Regions from separate parts of the Sus scrofa genome. Here regions 1 and 3 are each linked to region 2. Evidence: chromatin contacts called from public Hi-C and HiChIP or PLAC-seq data. All regions are on one chromosome and are shown on one strand. The core of a region is the stretch at or near the end of the contact, and the rest is flanking DNA. Distances in the headings are between cores, read along the strand shown. Region 1 holds the start of KLHL38 (kelch-like protein 38). Region 2 holds the start of ZHX1 (zinc fingers and homeoboxes protein 1). Region 3 holds the start of ZHX2 (zinc fingers and homeoboxes protein 2).

Region 1 (2,924 bases), core at 309-2,808, 310 kb after region 2:
CCATGAGGGCCTCAAACACCTTCTCCTCCTCCCCACAGAGCCCGTCGTCCCCCAGATAGTCTCGCAATTCCAAGGCACAGAGCTCCTTCAGATCAGCCGACGCGGCCACCTCTGGGAAGTGTGTCAAGGCCACCTCCCGGGCTTTCCTCCTGAGGGGCTCGCAACTGAAGACCTCAGAGAGTCTGACCATGCCCAGGCAGTTGCCGGGGGTCAGCTGGCTCTGGAGGTAGGAGGAGCAGGCCTCAAGCAGCTTGGGGTACTGCAGCATGGAGGCCGCCTCCATCAAGGGCAGGACGGTTTCCGCTGTGATGCGCGCCTCGCCCGTGTACACGTACAAGATGATGCGCTCCAGGGTGGCAGAGTCGATGCCTTTCAGCTGGACTTTGGCCTCCCGGCTCTCGCGGAAGTTGCTGCAGAACATGGCCCTGAAGTAGGGGCTGCTGGAGGCCAGCACGGTGCGGTGGCAGGGGGCCTCCCAGGGCCCCGTGCAGATGCTCACATCAGTCAGGATCCTGCTTTGCCTCAGGCGGTTGAGCTGCCGCAACAAGTCAGAGGAGAAGTCCTGGTCTTTGAAGAGCAGCCCATCCGGCAACTCCTCGTCCATCCTACAAAGACGGGGAGAAGTCCCCAGAGGGAGCACGTGCTGGAGGGTTTAGCGGTGGTGGCCCCAAGACTTAGGGCCGCTACGTCCCTTCACCAGGATGCTGTGGGTATCGCCACGATTGTCGCCTAGCGACACTGGAAAGGGAGACCCCCTGCAGCCTGGGCCTCACAGCAGACACCTCTCTCTTTGGTTAGGAGCACTCTCAAAGGTAACAGGCAAACAGTATCTGCGGATAATCTGAGAAACACACAGGAAAAACCGAAAGAAGAAGACGGTTGGATAAATCGGGCAAAGCTGAAGATGGCCAGGGGTCACGGGCTGAAATGTTAGCCTGAAGCAAGGTGACAGTCTGTGCATTTGATCAGCAAAGTCTGCGCACTTTTCCCCAGATTGGTTCTCAGCACATCTCTTATTTGGTAAACTCATCTGAACATCTTGCTGGGCGTTAGTCCTTCCCTAAGGATGTCACTGTGGGGGCGTGGCCCTCTGGCAACCAAACAAACGGGGGATGAAAGTGGACCTTTGCGATTTTTTTTTTAACATGACTTCACAGAATCTTTTGGGGTTTGTTTTTAAAATGAGATACGTAGAAAGCACAGACCAAACAATGCCCTGGACGGGATTTATTGGATGACATCTGGCCATCTACCTGCAGAAGAATGAAACATTAGAATTATTTACCTTGTTGTGTGAGGAGACACCCACCTGATGCCTGGTCCGGCTGGTCCCTCCGGAGAGTGTCCACCTCTGGCTCCAAATGAAACCGTAAAGCCAGGCCTTTCCTTCAGCTGGCAAAGGATTTGTCCTGGGAGAATTCCGGGTTTGTTTATGTTGAAGGCACTTTCACAGTTTTCTAGAGCTTTGTGCAAGAACGGCTGGGCAGGGAGACAGTGTATACATTCCAGGGCTAAGAATAGTTGCATATGTACTTTCCACTGTTATGACATGTGACTTGCCAGTTGCCTTTTGCAGCAACCCAAGGGCCTGCGGGGCCGGCGCATGCCCACATGCCCTGTTTCCTTGGCAAGTGTTTACATTGGCAGAAATAGATCTGGAGGGACGGCTTCTCTTAGAGAAGACTTTGCTGCCCACTTGGACCCATCCCTCGTCCCTTGTCCTAAAAGAGCCCGGAATTCTAGATGTCTGTAAACAGGTTGTTGTGACCTGGGGAGAGTGGCTGAAGATAGTTCTGGGCAGGGAGAAGGTGGCGGATGGTCACAGGGACGCCAGAACATGGGCCCAAGCGTGGTGTCTATGGGTCTCTATTTCCTATGTCTGCTGGCAGAATCACTGGAGAGGCCCCAGGGTCATGGTATCTATGAGGAAAATAAATTTTTTGTTTTTGCCTTTTTTTAGGGTTGCACCTGTGGCATATGGAGGTTCCCAGGCTAGGGGTCAAATCAGAGCTGTAGCTCCTGGCCTACACCACAGCCACAGCCACAGCCACGCGGGATCCAAGCCTCATCTGTGACCTACACCACAGCTTGTGGCAACGCCGGATCCTTCACCCACTGAGCAAGGCCAGGGATGGAACCCGGGTCCCCCTGGATACTAGCCAGGTTCTTTAACCGCTGAGCCACAACAGGAACTCCGAAAATTGTTTTTAACATGGGCGGAGCACCTCAGACTTTCCAGACTTGGGAAAGACCAAACCTGTCTTGTTCTTCCTTGTCACAGGGGCTTCTGGTTTAAAGTGGCAGAAGGGCAGTTCTCCTGCAGGTCAGACTTGCTTCTCACAGACTGCTGCTGACTGCTCTGCAGTTAGATTTTTGGAGTTCAAGCTTGCTTTTCTGCTCTATTTTTCCATTTTTCTTTTTTTTTTTTTCCCCATCAGGGAGGCTTGAGCTAGAGGAAGAAGACAGGTATATTGCCCCAGGAGGAGACGGGGGAGGGGTGAGACAGTGGGGGGAGAGAGAGAGGGAGAGAGAGGGGAGGGGAGATGGAATAAAGAGGAGGGGGAAGGGCGAGGGAAGAGGAGGAGGTGGGAGAACAGGGGAACAAGGATGATGGGGTAGGAAGCAGCCTCCAGCTGGGAGAATTAGAACCCGGGTGGAGGGCTATAGAACCAGCAAAGATGAGTTAAAGGGACCCGGGTCTGTCCCGCCCCTGCCCCCACGAGGTCCTGATTGAGCGCAGCCGCAGCGAATGGCAGGGAAGCCCAGCTTCCTCTCCTTCTCAAGTCTTGCTTGGACGTTTGCAGCAGCCTCCTGTGCTGATTGTCCCCCTCTCTCTTCCAGTACATTCACCCTGTCTCCGCCAGAGTCACCCTGAGGAGGCAGATCAGAACCTGCCAGTCCCCTGCATCCTGCCTTCAGCGGCT
Region 2 (3,190 bases), core at 283-2,782:
CTTCCTAATTCTTCTACCCCAGGGCCAGGGAGCTTGATCCTAAACTAAGGATATCAAAGGGAACCTTTTTTTTCTCCCGGGTTTTGCATTTTCTTTGCTGTTACCCACGGAGGGGAGAGCTGGGATGTCGAATTGAAACAAAGAATTTCAAGTCCCTTTCCCTAGAACTTTGGAGTAAACACACACACGGAAAGGGCATCAGCCAGGGCTCTTCTTTCCTACCATGAGACCCCCTTCCTCTCACAGCTCCCTCCTAGCCCTTCACTCCTCGGAAAGATCTGGAAACCGTTCCCTTTAGGCCCTAAGGCTTGGAGCGGTCCCCAGTCAGCCTCCTCATCTTCCTCCTTAAAGGGACAGATAATATTTACATTTTCTTGAATCAACTTCTCCCAAAGTTCCAGGGCTTCTTCAAAACCTTATATAGTTCTTAAGGTCTCAACTCTGAGACTCGCCCCGAAATGGGTGCCCAGCCTCTCCTGAAGTGGAGGTACAGCCTTTCCCAGACGGGTTTCTCCGAGCTCCAACCGCAATGCCAGTGCGCTCAGCTCCAGCAAGAGATGACTCCCCAGACTCTCAGGGAGACCGAGTCCCCACGAGGCCACACGCCCCCGCAGGGCAGGGCCCGGCTCCCGATCTCCTCCCCAGGGACCCTCGACATTGCTGGTGCGCTCCGTCCCTGCGGCCCCCGCCCCCCCCCTTCTAAGGGAGACCCGGTCCTCACTCCCTTCAATAATCTCAAGTTGCTCGGTCCTCTCGTAGCCGCGGGGGAGGAGAGGGGTGCTGAGATTTCCCCGTACAAGCCCACCCTCAGCCCCTTCCGCGGCCGCAGAGACCCGAGAACGCAAAAGAGGCTCAGGGTCTGTCCCCCGTCGGCGATCCGGCCCAGGCAGGCCAGGTCCCTCCCCCTCGGAAGCCCCGAGCCGGTCAGCCTGGCCACTCGCGGCGCGGAGCGCGCTCAGCCCCCCGGGGTCTCTGCCCTCGGGCCGCCCTCGTCCAACCAGCCCGCGCGCCGCGCGCCTTCCCGGCCCGCCGCACTGGCCGCGGGCTCTGCGCCGCGGGTTCCTACCCGCAGCCCCGGATGCCCGGGGCCGCTCGTCGCGAAGCCCGCTCGCACCGCTACCTGCAGGGGCCGCCGCGCCTCTCAGCGCCCCGCCGCCGCCATCTTGCATTTCAAACCGGCTGCACTTTTCAAGGAGTCAACTCTGACCTGTGAACCCTACACCCGGAACCGCTCGGCGGTCCGGCTCACGGCTTCAGCAGATCCGCAGACTCGGTGGAACGTAAAGTCTGGGGTGGGGGTGCTAGGCCAGGCGCGCGCCCCAGCGGCCGACCCGGGGCGAGAGCGGGGGAGGGGAAGAGCCGGCCGAGGCGGGGCCCTCCCGCGCGCGCGCGCCCTCCGCGCGCCCCCACCCCGCTCTGCGCCACGCTTTCCACTCGCAGACCCTGCTTCTCCCCTGGGGTTCGACCCTGGCCTCCACCCCCGGATTGGCGCAGGGCGAGAGGTAGGGGGCCGCCCCGCCCCTCTGTCAACAGAAGCCCCGCCTTTTCCAAGTCTCGAAGCGGCCACGCCCCTTGCTGGTGTTAGCTCCGCCCGCTATCGGTAGAAGCCTTTTCTTCACTCAGGTCAATCCAGAAGGCAGCCCCGCCTTCTGTCAGTTGTGGCCCCGCCCCCGGGCGCTCCTTCTTCCTAAAGTCACCGCTGGATCCTGAGAAACGCCCCTTGTCATAAGTCCCATTTGGTGGCAGTACTGTCCAAGCCCGCCCCTTTCGTCGGGAGCCCCTCCTACTGTCAATAGAAGTCGGGTCTTTCTGAAACCCTTCGGGATTCTAGCCCGAAGCTCCACCCCCTGTCAGCTGCTGCCCTGCCACCTCTTGCCTCCAACTCCAACATCAAAAGCCGTCCCTCCACCCGCTGATACCAAAAGTTCGATCCAACCTCACTTTGAACCGCGGGGCAAGACGGAGCCACCCTTTGCTCCCCGAAAGCCCTCCCTCTCCCCCTCACGAGTCACTCTTGTGGGGGGCTTTCTTTTCAAGCCGTGGTCGTCAAATACTGAACAGCTTCAATGCGAACCAGCCCTGCAAAGGAGGCCGGCTAAGGACCCAGGCTTTGGGAAAAACTACCCTCCCCATTTCTCTTCGTCCCTTCTCCCCTCCCCACATCATTTTTTACAAGGAAAAAAGTACAGACCAAAGCAAAGGGAAACAAATCACCTTCCAGGCTACTCTTCACAGAATCTCCGGCCAGGACCTGTGGGAACTTTCCGGCGCCTTGATGTTCGTTCCCCGCCCCCACCCCGGGCATGGACCCTCTGCGCTTTAACAGCAGCGCTCCACTGAGCCACATTAATCCTAAAACATGCAGTTGCTTAAAGTGAAAGCCTGATGGTTGAAATCAGTGCACATCGGCTTCTTTTATTTGTTTGTTTTATCTTAGAATACTAGAACTTGTGGAAGCAGAAGCAAGCAAAGCTTAATCTTGCAAACATAGGTGCTCAGTCCTGCCATGCTCAACACTCTGTGTATACAACAAAACTTTAACACCACTTTAACTCTCCTGGAATTAAATTCATTGATAATGTAAACTATCTACAAGAAACTACTGTAATGTTCTGATAACATAAAGGTGAAATAAGTGAAAGTAACTTATTCTAAAATATTAAACTAATATCAAAAATACTAATAAAATACATTTTCCACTATGGAAAAACTCTGGCACCAATATAATTACAGTCCAAAACAGCCCCAACAAAATTTCAGCACGCCCCCTAGGGGGCAGTACTGTGCCCACTGAAAACTGCCTAAGATTTATCTCTGAGGAAAGGAAAAGCTTCTGATACAGAAATTCACTTTTTTTGTTCATGCCTTTAACGACTAGGTTTTTGAGCATAAGTGAATTCCAGGTACTGTGGAAGATTCAAAGCTGAGTCAGGCAATATTTCTGTCTTCAAGGAGATTACAGTCTAGTAACCAAGCAAAAAAACATGAGCATGAAAACATCAAGCCGGGGAGTTTCCACTGTGGCTCAAAGGATTACCAACCCGGCTAGTATCCATGAGGATGTGGGGTCGATCCTGGCCTCGTCTCAGTGAGTTAAGGATTCAACGTTGCTATGAGCTGTGGTGTAGGTCGCAGATGCATTCCTATCCCAAGTTGTTGTGGCTGTGGGTAGACCAGCAGCTGTAGCTCT
Region 3 (3,077 bases), core at 20-2,519, 450 kb before region 2:
AAGCAGTGGAATGACCTGGAAGAGTCAAGAGTAAGCAATATAAAAATATTATAGTTGGTGGGATTGTTTTCTTTTTCTTTCTCTCTTCATGCACATCCTTGAGGGAAGAGGAAAAAAACTCAGCATCCCTAAATTCTGATATTGACAGCAAGCACATTAGGATGTTAGACAGTAGATATGGAATGAGTTTGAGAAAGATGCGATAGCATCTGGATCATAGTCACCCAGGAAGTTCTTAATAAATCCTTTAAGAACCTGGGCAGTTTGCCTCTCAGATCTGAGAGCATTAGGAAAAGAGACCTCCTTCAAAGCCAGTACCTGGTTTCCTGCACCGTTAACAAACAACCCTGCATCAGCAATAACGGAACAAACAGGTGCAAGCCAGTAGAAAGTTTTGCATATGAGCTATTTTTATTTTTATTGTAAAAATTTCTGGGAACCCAAAGAACAGGTTCTGGTGGAGAAATTGGAGCCCTAAAGGGAGACCCTGAGAAAGCCTTTCAGCTGCTTTCTTCTCCTCAGCCTCAGAAACGAAAATGCCAAAAGGTCAACCAATGCGTTGACCACGCAGTCAGCCCGGGAGCCAGCCATTTTCACCCCGTCTCCGTCCTCGCCTCCAGCCACTCCGCCGCACACGGCCACCTGTTGCTGTCCTAGCGCCCAGAGCCGAGTCGCAAGCCGCCGCTAGAGTTCGTTCTAATTCCCCCCAAGCTAAGGCTGGCCGGGAAGCCCCGACGCTCCGCGCCTGCTAATCCTCAGCGCGGGCGGGGACTCCGCGGAGCCTCCCAGCCCCAGGCTCCCTTTGTCTTCTTGCTGCTCTCAAAATGTCAAAAGTAGACCCCAGACAGCATCCCCTTGGCCCCCGCTCGCCCAGTGCGCGCTCGCACTCAGCACACACTTGGGAGATGCTGACGCGTCGAGATGCCCACCGAGGAGAAACTGGTCCACCTGGCAGGGACAGGCGGCGCAGACAGGTTCTGTGAAATGCCAAAGCGTCCCCTGAATCCCAAATCCCTTGGAGCCCTTAGCTGAACACTGCAGCTGAAGCGCCGCGCCCAAAACGCGAGTTCACGGTTCCCGAGGCCGCGGGCGGAGGGCAGCGAGATTCTGACCTGCCTTTGCTCTAAGCCGCCCGAGGGGATCCAGGGGGCGGCGGCGGTTAGGGATGCCCTCCCGCCGGGAAGGCCAGAGTCCCAGTTTCGAAAGTGACCCGCCTCGCTTCCGAGGGACTTCCCTGCCAGCGCCGCAGGGGTGTGCATTTCTCCGAAGTCTGAGAATCCCAGCGAGCGCTGGCCCGACAAGAGTTTAAGTCAGCTCCCAGGGCGTCTGTTTGTTTATTGGCTCTTAGGAAAAAAAGTTTGAGGATGTTTAACCAACCTCAGACCTGGCGCAAGCGGAAATCTCAGAATCTCTTCAGCAAAAGTCATCTAATTTCGAGTCGTTATATAAGTGGGGGCTCTTCCTTACCCTCCCTACTCCGAGCCCTCTTATTACTACTCCAGGAGTTAAATGTGTCTCGCTTTAAAAAAGAAAAAAAAAATTTTTTTAAGTTGTTATTATTTCCCTGAGTCCTAGGGCGGGAGAAAGCGCAGGCAGCGCCCTGGGCTTGCGGCGGCCCCACCCGCGCGCTGCCGTTTGCTCTGCAGGAGGGACGCGGGGTCCCGGGTGCCGCCCGCTCAGCGAGCAGCCGCGCCCAGCGGTCCCTCCGTCGGCCACTCCACGTGGTTAGGATCAACAGTTTGTCGAGCTCATCAGTGACACCTTGAACTTTTCATAAAGAAAATGGGTATTGCACCAGGAGGGTTTGGCCGCGGCCGCCGCGCCGGGTCGTGCTTAATATTCAATGATCTCGCTCGCGCCTCCCCCTCCTCCCCTCGCAGAAATTCCACCGAGTCCGTTACTGGGCTCAGACTTTTAAGTTAATTTACTGCCCACCCCCCAACCTTGGCTAGTAACCAGCGCCTTTAGGGTTGGCCTCCCCCCCAGCTCTCGCCTGAAAATGACATTTCGCCGGCGTCTCCGGAGGGGGCTGAATTTCACTTTGTAACTTTCTGCGGAACCCGAGCCCGGGTGGCAGCTCGGGTGGTGGTATCGTATGCAAATACGCATGCTGACGTTACAGATCATGTGGGTTTTGGCGTAGATTCCCCACTGATCGAGACATTTTTTTCCCCTTTTTTTTTCCTTCTTTTTTTTTTTTTTCTTTTAAAAATTTTGGCCACTGTTCTCCGTACGGGGGCTTCTTCTGTCTGTCTGTCTGGCAGGCTGGCTTTCCCCCTCTTTCCCACGGAGCCCGAGCCGGGCGCCCGGTGAGGAGTGGGGAGTGGGTGGGGGGAGCCAGCAGAGTTCCATTTTGGAACGCCCGTGCCGCGTCTCCACGTTCCCAGCCCGGGTCCCCGCGTTCCCAGCCCCGGCGCAGGTAAGAAACTTCGCCCCGGCGCGGAGCACCCCCCGCCCGGCGCGGCCGGCCCCGAGCCCCGCACGCCGGGCACCGGCCACTCCAGCCCAACTTTCCCACCGCCGCCGCCGCCGCCGCGGCTCCCGAAAATGTGTTGTTAATGGGACTTGGCCGGGTTTGTGATTGGAAGGGGGGCGCGGAAGGGGGGGTGGGGTGCAGGCTCTTTTTTGCGGGTGGGAGGAAATCAGAGGATCCAGAGGCGGGGGGAGATTTTTTTTTAAAGAGTTTTGATTACAAGTTTGGATAAATGGGAGGCAGACCGAGGAGGAGGAGGAGGAGGAAAAACATGTCTACGTTTCCCTATGTCGACATAAGCCACAAAAAAATATGGCGTCCGCTTTCGACAGGGCGTTACGTAGACCCGACTCTGTTTTTATTTATTTATTTCGTGGCCGGCTCCCTCCCTTCTTGGCCAAACTGCGGCGCTTTGTGCGAACGGGGCCGGTCCCACGGGGACTCCACCGGGACGTGGCCCCGGCTCCGCGGGTTCGGGCAGGCGGGGGGCTGCGTGTGTGTGCTCCCCTCCCTCCCTCCCCCGCTCTCCCCTCTTCTCCCCTCTCCCGGTGACGATTCGCCGTACTGTGGTGGCAGGAAGCATGACGCCGTGGGTTGAGGCTGC

Evidence for each region. A called contact is a pair of places that touch in the nucleus more often than the background predicts. HiChIP or PLAC-seq counts read pairs in DNA pulled down with a chosen protein or histone mark.
Region 1: a contact with region 2 is called in a Hi-C map of skeletal muscle, with 5 times the contacts expected there. The contact joins the promoter of KLHL38 here to the promoter of ZHX1 in region 2. A contact is called at or near these places in 1 of 5 promoter capture datasets (liver) and 1 of 47 Hi-C or Micro-C datasets (skeletal muscle).
Region 3: an H3K27ac HiChIP or PLAC-seq map of alveolar macrophages shows a contact between it and region 2. The contact joins the promoter of ZHX2 here to the promoter of ZHX1 in region 2. A contact is called at or near these places in 3 of 47 Hi-C or Micro-C datasets (heart right ventricle, liver and mesenteric adipose tissue) and 1 of 2 datasets of contacts at active chromatin or transcription factors (alveolar macrophages).

What each region holds. Positions count from the first base shown.
Region 1 is chr4:15,791,631-15,794,554 of Sscrofa11.1, reverse strand. KLHL38 (kelch-like protein 38) reads right to left here and starts at 1,558. Exons shown (of 4, transcript XM_021088954.1): 1 at 1,310-1,558; 2 at 1-841. The coding sequence starts at 604.
Region 2 is chr4:16,099,122-16,102,311 of Sscrofa11.1, reverse strand. It overlaps ZHX1 (zinc fingers and homeoboxes protein 1), which reads right to left and starts at 1,532. Exons shown (of 4, transcript XM_013996503.2): 1 at 1,121-1,532.
Region 3 is chr4:16,552,051-16,555,127 of Sscrofa11.1, reverse strand. ZHX2 (zinc fingers and homeoboxes protein 2) reads left to right here and starts at 1,269. Exons shown (of 5, transcript XM_021088974.1): 1 at 1,269-2,419.